3 separate regions of the Mus musculus genome follow, and all the other regions are linked to region 3. Evidence: chromatin contacts called from public promoter capture Hi-C data. All regions are on one chromosome and are shown on one strand. Each heading gives the region's core, a stretch centred on a gene start, on an enhancer-like site or on the middle of the called end of the contact. The rest is flanking DNA. Distances are from core to core; before and after follow the strand shown.

Evidence for each region. Promoter capture Hi-C pulls out the DNA fragments that hold promoters and counts their contacts.
Region 1: a contact with region 3 is called in a promoter capture Hi-C map of embryonic stem cells, with 4 times the contacts expected there. The contact joins two enhancer-like sites. A contact is called at or near these places in 12 of 39 promoter capture datasets (the C10 cell line, the HPC-7 cell line, cranial neural crest and 6 more), 3 of 15 datasets of contacts at CTCF or cohesin (CD8 T cells, large pre-B cells and pro-B cells), 13 of 484 Hi-C or Micro-C datasets (B cells, the C10 cell line, ECoMG myeloid progenitors and 9 more), 3 of 115 datasets of contacts at active chromatin or transcription factors (T-cell acute lymphoblastic leukemia, large pre-B cells and regulatory T cells) and 4 of 9 other capture datasets (adipose tissue, embryonic stem cells, liver and 1 more).
Region 2: a promoter capture Hi-C map of hematopoietic stem and progenitor cells shows a contact between it and region 3. The contact joins two enhancer-like sites. A contact is called at or near these places in 3 of 39 promoter capture datasets (the C10 cell line, the HPC-7 cell line and hematopoietic stem and progenitor cells), 1 of 484 Hi-C or Micro-C datasets (bone marrow-derived macrophages) and 2 of 9 other capture datasets (adipose tissue and liver).

Annotation. Positions count from the first base shown.
Region 1 is chr11:51,819,562-51,823,321 of GRCm38.p6, reverse strand. Jade2 (jade family PHD finger 2) reads left to right here. Exons shown (of 13, transcript NM_001357588.2): 11 at 2,126-2,243. Among named protein-coding and RNA genes, the nearest start is that of Gm30110, 34 kb to the left of the region's middle. Within about 2 kb of position 2,266, at least 33 of the 459 cell types and tissues checked have an H3K27ac peak or open chromatin away from gene starts, as enhancers often do. A contact at or near this core is called in the HL-1 cell line, embryonic stem cells, group 2 innate lymphoid cells and 1 more, where this site is marked.
Region 2 is chr11:51,799,284-51,802,737 of GRCm38.p6, reverse strand. No RefSeq gene overlaps it. Among named protein-coding and RNA genes, the nearest start is that of Sar1b, 37 kb to the right of the region's middle. Within about 2 kb of position 1,812, at least 76 of the 459 cell types and tissues checked have an H3K27ac peak or open chromatin away from gene starts, as enhancers often do. A contact at or near this core is called in bone marrow-derived macrophages and hematopoietic stem and progenitor cells, where this site is marked.
Region 3 is chr11:52,044,789-52,048,139 of GRCm38.p6, reverse strand. The region is part of intron 13 of Cdkl3 (cyclin-dependent kinase-like 3); the gene reads right to left. Among named protein-coding and RNA genes, the nearest start is that of Cdkl3, 42 kb to the right of the region's middle. Within about 2 kb of position 1,514, at least 126 of the 459 cell types and tissues checked have an H3K27ac peak or open chromatin away from gene starts, as enhancers often do. A contact at or near this core is called in the HL-1 cell line, bone marrow-derived macrophages, embryonic stem cells and 3 more, where this site is marked.

The DNA of each region.
Region 1 (3,760 bases), core at 1,017-3,516, 230 kb after region 3:
TAGCCTCACCCCTGCGTCCCTCCAAGGATGGAGAGGAACCATGGGAAACAGACCCTTTCCTTTTCTGATCTCGCTGTTTGCCTTGGGGTCCCTGGCCAAAATCCTTAACAGCACTTGGCTGGTGACACAGTCACTCTGTCCACCCAGTCAGTCAGCACTCCATTCTCCAGGTCTTTGTCTTCATTCAGTCATAATCAAGCATGGGCCCACCCCAACCCGAGATGACTTCATCTTAGCTACTTTTATCTTCTGAGACCTTATGTCCCATTCTGAGGTTCCCAGCAGGAAATCTTGCGGATTTCCACCCATGTAGAGGCCATCGAGGCCCTGGAAGGTGTAAGTTTGCCAGGAAGTGGTCTGATTTGCATTTCAAGAGCATTGCTGAGGGATTGTTTTACTGTCCCTGTGAAAGGATGGGGGATGGGGAAGGGTGGAACCAGGCTGTGAAGAGAGCTGGTATCTGCCACAAGGAGAGACTGGTGCAAATGTACTGATAGGTCAGTTGTGGGTGTGGACCAAGAGAACAGGTAGTGGGGATGAGTCCAGTTTTCAGCCATAAGTCTTCTACAACTCCCCTTTGCCCGGAGGGTGCACCCCCAGGGCCTGCTTACACCCCCCCCCACCCCTGCTGGTTTTGCCTCTCCTTTCTTTTTCCAGTACACTGTCACCACCTCCTGCTGGGCTAGGGTGTCCCGGTTTAGGCCATCTGCTCCAGGGAGTTCTTCCTGCCTTGCTGGGTGGCAGGCAATAGGAAGAAAGAGATGCTGGCCCCTATACAAATTTATTCCAGAATGGAGGAAGGCACAGAGCCAGGCTAAAGTGCAGGAGGAGAGGGGTGTGAAGAAGAGGTTGATTGGAAAGTGGGTCATGGTAAGAGGTGCACAGGCTGCTACCAGTGGTTCAAACCCAGGGCTGTCCCTGGAGGAAGAGGCTGGACATGGGAATTGATAAAGCTGGAGTCAGCAATGAGTGAACCCTGACGGCCTGGTGTTGCCAGTGCAGGTGAGGAGTACACACACACACACACACGCATGGAATGTCACAGCAGAGTACATGTCACACGGGATGTCATGGCAGAGTCCATATTGAATCCCTCCTGTGATGCTGTCCGCCGCACTGGACCTCCTAGGATCTCCTTCTCAAGTAGTCTCAGAAGGGAAAGGAAGGTCACACCTGATAAAGATCTGCTCATACTACCTCGAGCTAGGAAGGCCGGAGTCATAGGAAGGAGAGGCAGAGGTTCAACTCAGAAATCTGCCTGCCTCTGCCTGCCAAGTGCTGGGATTAAAGGCGTGCGCCACCACACCTGGCTGGAAGGAGAAGCTCTTAATTAAAGGTAACTCAGGCAGCTAAGTAAGACCTGAAGACCACCTGGCAACTGTGTAAAGGGAGGCCTGAGTGGGAATAGGATCCAGGCTGAGCAGCTATGGTCAGTAACTGTCCCTGTTTCTGGAAAACTCCACATGAGCCCAAAGGTGATACCAGATGGAGGGAGCGTCTCCAGGGCTGAAGCCTGGAAGTATGTGAGAGAGCAGTCCTTAGGGGATAGAGGAACCCTGAACAGGCAGTGACAGGTCCACTTCATATCCTGCCAGCCAACCTGAAGAATGTGTGCCCGTCCTCTGGGCTAAGCCAGATGACTTCAAAGCCTACTGTAGGGACTCTAACCAGCTGGCCCAAGGGAGTCAGGGGCTGCTGTCCTTTATAAAGTCAGGCATCATGTTGCTGTGGATATGGGAGCATTGGCCCAGGGGGCAAGGCCCTGGCTCAGGTCCCGGGATAGCAGGTAGACTTGGAAAAGCTATTTTGCCAGATTGTGTTCATTTGAAAGTACAGTGATACCTGTGCCTTGGGACATGCCTGCGTTTTGCCATGATGGTTGTATCTGCTGCAGAGTTGCTTTGCTGGGAAAGGCGGGTGTTAGGCAGGAAGAGAGGGTTGCCAGCTCGAGACCAGATACTCCCTGCATGCTCAGGGTTTCGGGGTGAATTCTCAATTGTCTTAAGGCAGAGGGGAGGCAGCAGCAGTGGCTGGTGTTCAAAACACTGCTTTTTTTCCCAGCGGCGAGGCCCCTTGAGATGGCCAGCAGTAGGTGAGGTGAGAAATCTCTCCTGTGTCCCTTCAGGTAAGGAACCTGTGCTACATGGTGACAAGACGGGAGAGAACGAAACACACCATCTGTAAACTTCAGGAGCAGATATTCCATCTACAGATGAAACTTATTGAGCAAGACCTTTGCAGAGGTAGGCACGGCGCCCCCTGCTGGGAAGATGTGTCTATGCGGCCTGGAAGGGCCTGGGACCAGAACCCTTCAGTCAGGTTCCTTCTCACGGACATAACAGATCCACGTGGGAACCAGTGAAGGCCGTGGTTGTGCTGATAGGCGAGAAAACAGAGTTTGGACTGTGGCTTTCAAGCCTCTACCCTCAGGGGCATCACTGGGATAGCCCAGTTCCATCCACAGTGGCTTAGCTTGCACAAGGACAGGTGCAGACCACAGTCTTCCTGACTCTGCTGGGCTCAAGACAGGTCAGAGCTGGCCAGCTCCCCTGAACCCTGGTAAGCGTAGGGTTCAGTCTTCAGGAAGGCAGCTGTGTGGAGATGTGGCTGTGTCGCCCTCTCTGTGGTGTCATGTGATGAAACTCAGGCTCTGATCAGATGTGTCTTCTATCCTTTAGGTATAACATGCATTTAGCAGATCGAGAAACCAGGAGCAAAGGTGTTGACATTGGCTTAATTGGATAGTTATGGAGTCTGGACATGTGAAGGGAAGATAAGCTTAACACGCACCCCCCCACACAGGAACATTATTTACACTCAGACGTTGAACATACACAGCAGAAGGCAGCTAGGTAGAGAGAGCTTTGGAGATATGCCTGCCGCTACCGACTCAGCTTGTGGGTCATTCTGGGACGTGAGAAGAGGAGGGAGTGCTGCTGCGAGTCTTCAGAGGGAATGGTTGCCCCTTTTCTGCCCGTAGCTGAGTTGCTCCATTTACCCTTTGGGATCGCCAGCATTCATCAAAGCCAAGTGTGGCAGTACATACCTGTAGAGGAGGGGGTCTGGAGGTTCAGGGATTTAGTACTGGCTGCTCCTCCAGTGGCTATGGCTTCAATTGCTGGCACCCATGTGGTAGCTCACAACTGTCTATACCTCCAGTTCCAGGGCATCCAGCGCCCTCTTGTGGCCTCTGAGGAACTGGGAATGTAGCTTACTTTATAGGGCATGAAGCCTCCCTGGGTTTGATCCCCAGCACTGGCTAAAACCAGATGGTGCAAACACACATCTAATTCTAACCCTTGGGAGGTAGAGGCAGGAAGATCAAGAATTCCAGGTTATGCACTGCTACTTAGAGAGTTCGAGACCATCCTGGACTATGTAAGAACCACTTTCTTACACATAGTTAGTTTACATAGGTGTTGTCTGCATATTTGTACATGTGATACATGTGTCCCTGGTGTCTGCCTATGAAGGTCAGATCCCCTGGGACTGGAGTTACAGATGGTCACGTGCCACCGTGCAGGTGCTGGGAGTCAAACCCAGCGTAATCAAAGGGGACAAAAAGAGAGAAGAAAATGACTGTTGCTAATGACAGAGGTCAGCGTAGGTCACGGCCCCATGGAACTGACAGTCATGAAGCCTACCCAAGTCCAGAAGAGAGGAAAGTGGGGTCCCAGGCTGTGCAGTCAATCATGGCACACGGGGTGGAAGCGATGAGGGGAACTCTACTGTACTTAGAGACCACACACAAGTGTCAGTG
Region 2 (3,454 bases), core at 563-3,062, 250 kb after region 3:
GAAGGGTGTGCTAGCAGCATGGGGATTTGGGAGTGGTCCTGCCATTGAGCTTCGTAGGGTGTATTAAACATAAGACTCTGTGTGTGTGTGTGTGTGTGTGTGTGTGTGTGTGTGTGTGTGTTTCATTCGAGAATCCACAACACTGGGGTGGTAGCGAGGAACTCACGCTGTCACGGCTGGCAAGTAGAGCAGATTAATCAATTACTGTTAGGGGAGAGAACTCCCGAAAGCTGTCCTTTGCTCTCCACATGTATGCAGGAGCACATGTGTGTACGTGCACAGACACATAAATAGTAAGATAAAATGAGCGGGTTGAAAGCTGGGAGAGGCCGTCCTGGAATCCTGCCTCCTCCTTCATCCAAGCCTCTCGCTCTGTCTTCTCCACTCTAACATATTCCCTGCCCGCTGTCTGTGTCATCATGTACTAGGCTCTGCCAGCCCCCAGACTGCAGTGTGTCCTCCTGTCTCTGCTGGTCTGCCTGGAATGTCCCATCTTCCCCACGTTGCACTTACCCATCTTATGCTCCGCAGGATTCAGCTCTGCAGCCCTTTCTGGAAATCTTCATCATGTTAGGGAATCTTCTTGTTTGGCCTTGCATCATGTGTGTCAAGTGTCTGCCTGTCTCATGTATCCCAGACTGGCCTGAAACTATCTAAGCCAGACTTAAAAACCCCTGATCCTCCTGCCTCCATCTCCCAGGCTCAGGGATTTTAAGTGTCCACCAGCAAGCCTGGTTTATCTTCAAGGTTTTTGCTTTATTTTGTTTTTTTTTTTTAACTTTAAAATTTTATTTATTTATTTAAAATACACTGCCACTGTCTTCAGACACACCAGAAGAGGGCATCAGAGCCCATTACAGAATGGTTGTAACCACCGCCACTGTGGCTCTGAGATGCTGTGCCACTGTGCTGTGCTGTGCTGAGCTGAGCTAGGAGCAAGGTGCAGGAGAGCTTTGAGAGCGCATTCTCTTCCTAGGAAGTGTTACAGCTCTTACGTGACAGATGCTTTCAGGCGATGAAGTCATTCTCACACACACCTTTGTTCCTTCCGGATAGGATCTTACATAGAGTTTTGGGGTGGAGGGGTCTGACAGCAGGCGCTTCCTATTTGCTGGGTCTGAAATGTTAGGGATGCCTCATCTACATGTGGAAGATCTTGGGGGCGCTCCCCCTACATGACTGATGGCCACAACTCTCTCTATGGGAGGCTGTGACTACATGACAGGGGCCTGGTGTCGGGAGCAGGTAAAGCTCCTTTTGGGTCCCTGGGGCTTCCTCTCACGGGCCACCACCCACCACCGGCCCACAGATCAACAGTGAGTAGGTGTCCGGTCCTGGTTTTGCCCAGAGCAATACAAAAAGATGATTACATAGCAGGCTGCCCAGGCCCCAGGTAATCAGGACTGAGGTGAGGGCCAGCTAATCCAAGAGGAATTTCATGGCCACCTGACTGGCAGATGATCCGAGGGGCGTGTCGATTCTCGACTTGTCCTCAAATAGAAGCTGGGGTGGAGAGAAACTCTAAGAGTGTTCTCTAAATAACTTCATGCCCTGCCATCTGCTGCCAGACAGTCGGGAAGGAAAGCAGCCCCAGCAGGCTTCCTTCAGAAGCCATTGAGCTGAGGGAGTGTCAGGGCTTTTATCTGCAGGAGAGTGCCCGTTACACTGGCTTACTGAGGGTCCCTGTGCCCCTCTCCACACTGAAGACCCTAGACAGGAGGGAAGTCAAAGTGCTTTTCTCTAGCCTGCAGCCAACCGGGTCTGGCTTCCTAATCAGAAAGTGAAACCAGAAACCAGCTCAAACTTAAGGCCTGGTTGGGTGCAAAGAAACCCAAGACCTAGATGAGACCAAAAAGGTGATGTCAGTACTTGGCCATATTAGCATCCTCTTAGCTTTCTGTGATGTGCCAGAGGAAATGGAGCTACAATCCCACTGAATTTCATATTAAATGTTTCTCTCTCTCTCTCTCCTTCCTTTTTTTTTTTTTTTTTTTTTTTTTTTTTTGGTTTTTCGAGACAGGGTTCCTCTGTATAGCCCTGGCTGTCCTGGAACTCACTTTGTAGACCAGGCTGGCCTCAAACTCAGAAATCCATCTGCCTCTGCCTCCCGAGTGCTGGGATTAAAGGCTGTGCCACCATGCCTGACTCCTTTCTTTCTTTTTTTTTTTTTTTAAGAATTATTTATTTTATATATATGAGTACACTGTTGCTGTATTCAGACACACCAGAAGAGGGCATCAGATTTCATTACAGATGGTTGTGAGCCACCATGTGGTTGCTGGGAACTGAACTCTGGAAGAGCAATCAGTGCTCTTAACCACTGAGCCATCTCTCTAGCCCCTCCCTTCCTTCTTTCCTTCTTTCCTTCTTTCCTTCCTTCCTTCCTTCCTTCCTTCCTTCCTTCCTTCCTTCCTTCCTTCCTTCCTTCCTTCCTTCTTTCCTTCCTTCCTTCCTTCCTTCCTTCCTTCCTTCCTTCCTTCCTTCCTCCCTCCCCCCTCTCTCTTTCTCTCTCTTTCTCCCCCCACCCCCCAAATTTTGGTTTATTGAGACAGGGTTTCTCTGTGTAGCCCTCCCTGGCTGTCCTGAAACCCACTCTGTAGACCAGGCTGGCCTTGAAAGCAGAGATCTACCTGCCTCTGCCTCCTGAGTGCCGGGATAAAAGGCGTGCGCCACCACAGATCAGCTTTATTAAACTTTCTTTAGCTCATGAAAGCAGTCACTAGAGCTCAGTGGGTAAAACACTTGGCATGCGAGCACGGGGAGCTGAGGGGAATCTCCTAAGACCAGACACAGTAACAGCACACTTCTGTAAAGTCAGGATTCCTGCACAGGTGGGAGAATCGCTGAGAGCTGGAGGGCCAGCTAGCCCGGTGTACACAGTGGTGAATAAGAAACCCTGCCTCATAGGGATGAACAGTGAGGCCCAGCATCCCAGCTGTTGACTTCTGTGTGTGTGCTCTGGTGTGTAGTCCTTCCCTCCTCCCTCCCCCCACCACAGGAAAGCAGTAAACAAGCTGAGGCTATGCTCAGTAGTAGAGCACTTACCCAGCATGCAAAAGGTCCTAGGTTCGATCCCCAGCACCGTAAAACAAAAACTGTAAACAGTACCAATCCCTTTATCCCACAGGCTTCTCTCATCTCCACTGGAAGCTTTGAGTCACTCTTTCTCCTTTCTATTACTGACAACTGTGTAAACATACTGCAAGCTTACTTTTCAAAATTGCTCTTTTGAACGTTTTACTTGTCATTTTTATGTACATAGGTGTTTTGCCTGCAAGCATGTCTGTGCTTCACATGCATGCCTGTGCCTGTGGAGGCCAGACGCAGGCATCAGACTCACCTGGGACTGGAGATACAGGCAGTTCTGAGCTGCCACTTGATGCTGGGAATTGAACTCTGGTCCTTTAGAAGAACAGCCAGGTGCCTGTAACTGCTGAACCATCTCTCTAGCCCA
Region 3 (3,351 bases), core at 265-2,764:
AACATTGGATGCTTCAGCCTCTAAGGACAGATTTGCACCAGTGGCTCCTCAGGGACTGTCGGGCGTTTGCCCCAGACCGTGGCACACCGTGTCTCTTGTGCTGAGGTTTCCATCTTCTCAGACCGAGAGCCACCTTGGCTCTCTAGTGTGCAGATGGCCTCAGTGCACCCATCAGCCTCTGACGATGTTAGTGAACCTCATAAGCCTACTCTTGGATCATCCTATCATCCTATTTGTTCTGCTTATCTGCGGACCTCTGACTAATACAATAACTGATCATGATCATGTAGATGGTTATCTCACATAAACAACATTTAACAGAAGGCAATTCAAGGCTGGTTTGGTTGAGAACAAACATAAATTAAGAGGTATCTTGTGTCACAAAACAGGATGTGAAACAGTTAAAAACATTAAAAATGAGATCTGGAAGGGAAAAAGAAGACTAGGAGGGCTATACATTCTTAAATGTGAAAAGCTTAGTATCATTTTCAAGAACCAGAATGTTATAGCAAGAATAAATTAAGTAGGCCTGCTTTTTAAACGGTTATCAGACACAATACTCGGAGACTGAAAAGTATCAACTCCATGCCAAGTTTCCAGCTGGGAGAACCATGGGACTGAGATGAGAGGTGTCTTCAAAGGCGGGGCCACTGTGGACCCTGAGCTAGTCAAGCAGTTTGGAGACAACCTGATCACCTCTCACAGCCAGTCCCCTGACTGGACAAGCAGCAAATGATCACCTCTCTGTCTGACCAGAGGGAACACGCACAGGGGGAGAGGGAGCACGCACAGCGGGTATAGACTTCTCACAGGTACACCCATGATACAAATGACCAGGCAAAAACAGTCTCAAGAAAGATTCCCTAAGTCTTCACCCAGGTCCTGCCACACTACCTGCCCACAGCAGCGATCCTCCTTGGGCTGCTCCCCACCCATTCCCAGGAGTCAGTCTCGTTTTCCTTAATAATTCTATGTTCACTCTGTTCATTCTTGTTTGCTTTCCTTATTATTCTTGGGTACAACACAAAACACCCAGAAGACAGAAATGGGGGCCTCTTTGGTGACCAGTGCTTGCCCAGCATCCAAGCTCCGGGGTTAAGCTGACTAAACTGAGACAGGCCCTTTATTACACACAAGGGATCCACATCAGTTTCACTTTTAAAAACAGGAAGAGCTGGAGGGAAACCATGGTTAGGATAAAGCCGTCCTGTTTAGACCTGTATGTCTGCTCTCAGGAGGTCATCTGGGATGTGGGGACCATGCTAAGCTGCTTGCATGGGAACAGGAAGAACAAAGAACTGAAACCCTGTGCTCCAGGATGCGGACAGGGAAGCAGGTGGGAAGGTGATTTAGCAGAGGAGCAGAGGGGCACTTGGAGGTGAGAAAAGAAAGAAGACATGTGACAAAAAAAAAGATGAGAGTGGTTCCAGAAAGGGACGGTGATTCACAGTGTCAAACCTTACACAAAGGTCACAAAGGGAGGGGGGGAGACTGAAGAAAGCCACAGAGCTGACTGATTTAGGAGATGGGTGGAGCCCAGCCAGAGCAGGCTTTCAGGACTGCTGAATCAGGAGCCAGGCCTAGTTAGTTAACAGGCCAAATTTCACTTTACTAATTAATGCAGTAGGGCATGCCTTCTCCTCTCTACCACATCCTCTGTCTCCTTTTGAAAGGAAGTGGGTCCCACAGTTATACTCGTGCGCTACCAATTATCACCTTTTCTGTTTGTGACAACTGAGGGCAAAGGACTGTAGCCAGGACTTCTGCCTCATCCTATGAATATCTACAAGGCAGATTTCAAAACCCAGACCCCGATTACTGATTCATCTGCAGTGCACAGCATGCTTGAAGGAAAGAGATGGTGGCCAGACTCAGTGGCAGCAATCCGGTTAGCAGAGGCTGCCTGCTGAGAAGTTATGTGACCCATCCCTGGCTCATACTTCTTCCAAGGCCACAGTGGCAGCCTAGTGATCTTGCATTTGAAAGTCTCCTCAAAAAAAGAACTCTCATTTTAAAAGTGACAACCACTGAAAAGTCTGGAGATGCCCAAAGTAAGAGGTATGCTTTTAGATCACCTTAAGGACTCAATGAGCAGGGTGGTGGTGCACACCTTTAGTCCCAGTACTCTGGAGGCACAGGCAGGTGGACTCTGTGAGTTCTCGTGCATCTCAGTCTACAGAGTGAGGTTCAGGCCAGCTAGGGGAGACTCTGTAAAACAAGCAAAGAAACAAGAAAATAACAAGAACTCCATGAATGTGCAAAAATTCTGAAGAAAAGACCCAAAACATTGTAAACTCGGGGAAAAAAAGAAGGAAAAGAAAACCAAACCTCTGGCCTATGGTCTTAATGGATGACTGCAGCAGTAATACGGCTCTGTGAGAGGGGGAGCACTAGAGGGCCACTGTGTCTCTACACCGACTTTCTTCCCAAGAGCAGCAGCAGACACACATGTTTATCTTTAGGGTTATTTTATTTCTTATGAATATGTGTGTTTTACCTCTGTACCATGCCTATGCCTGGTGCTGGCAAAGAACAGGAGAGAGTGTTGGATCCCCTGAAACTGGAGTTACAGATGGTTGTGAGACACCGTGTCGGTTCTGGGAATCAAACACAGATCTTCTGAAAGAACAGTCAGTGCTCTTAATCTCCAAAATATCTCTCCAACCATGTCTTTTTTACATTCTAAATTCATACACTCATGGTAGCTCAGACCTTCCGGTGAGGTAGGGGGATAATGAGTTAGAGGCCAGCCTGGGCTACACAACAAGATTGAAGTCAGCCTGGGTTACATTACACAAGACTCTGAAAACAAAATTAACCAACGAAACAAACACACAAAGACCCTCTGAATACAAAGTCTCTTCTCATTTCTAGTAAAACATCTTGTGCACACAGAGCAGACACTGGGTTGTTATCACCTGTCCCAGCTTCATGTCTAAAGCAAATGCAACTCCTCAACACGCCACAGGGCAGAGGGCACGTCCATGCTGAATTTATTCCCAAAGTAAAGAAGTCACAATGTGCTCTGACAACTTACACATTAGAGCAAAACCAAGAAGCACAGCTCGCCTTCCCCAAAGGTATTCTACAGGCCTACAGATAACTGAACTTGATCAGGACAAAGCTACTACGTCTTTGGTCTGTTAAGCCTTATCTCAGGAATTCTCACAATATCTCCAAAAAAACGGAGCCCAGCGGTTAAGAGGACTCAGTCTCTGTTTCTAGCATTCACATGGCAGCTCACAATGTCTGAAACTCCAGTTCCAAGGAATTTGATGCCCTTTCTGGCTTGTGTATGAGGCCAGCACATACATGCAGCCAAAACAATTCATATACACTAAAACAACTTAA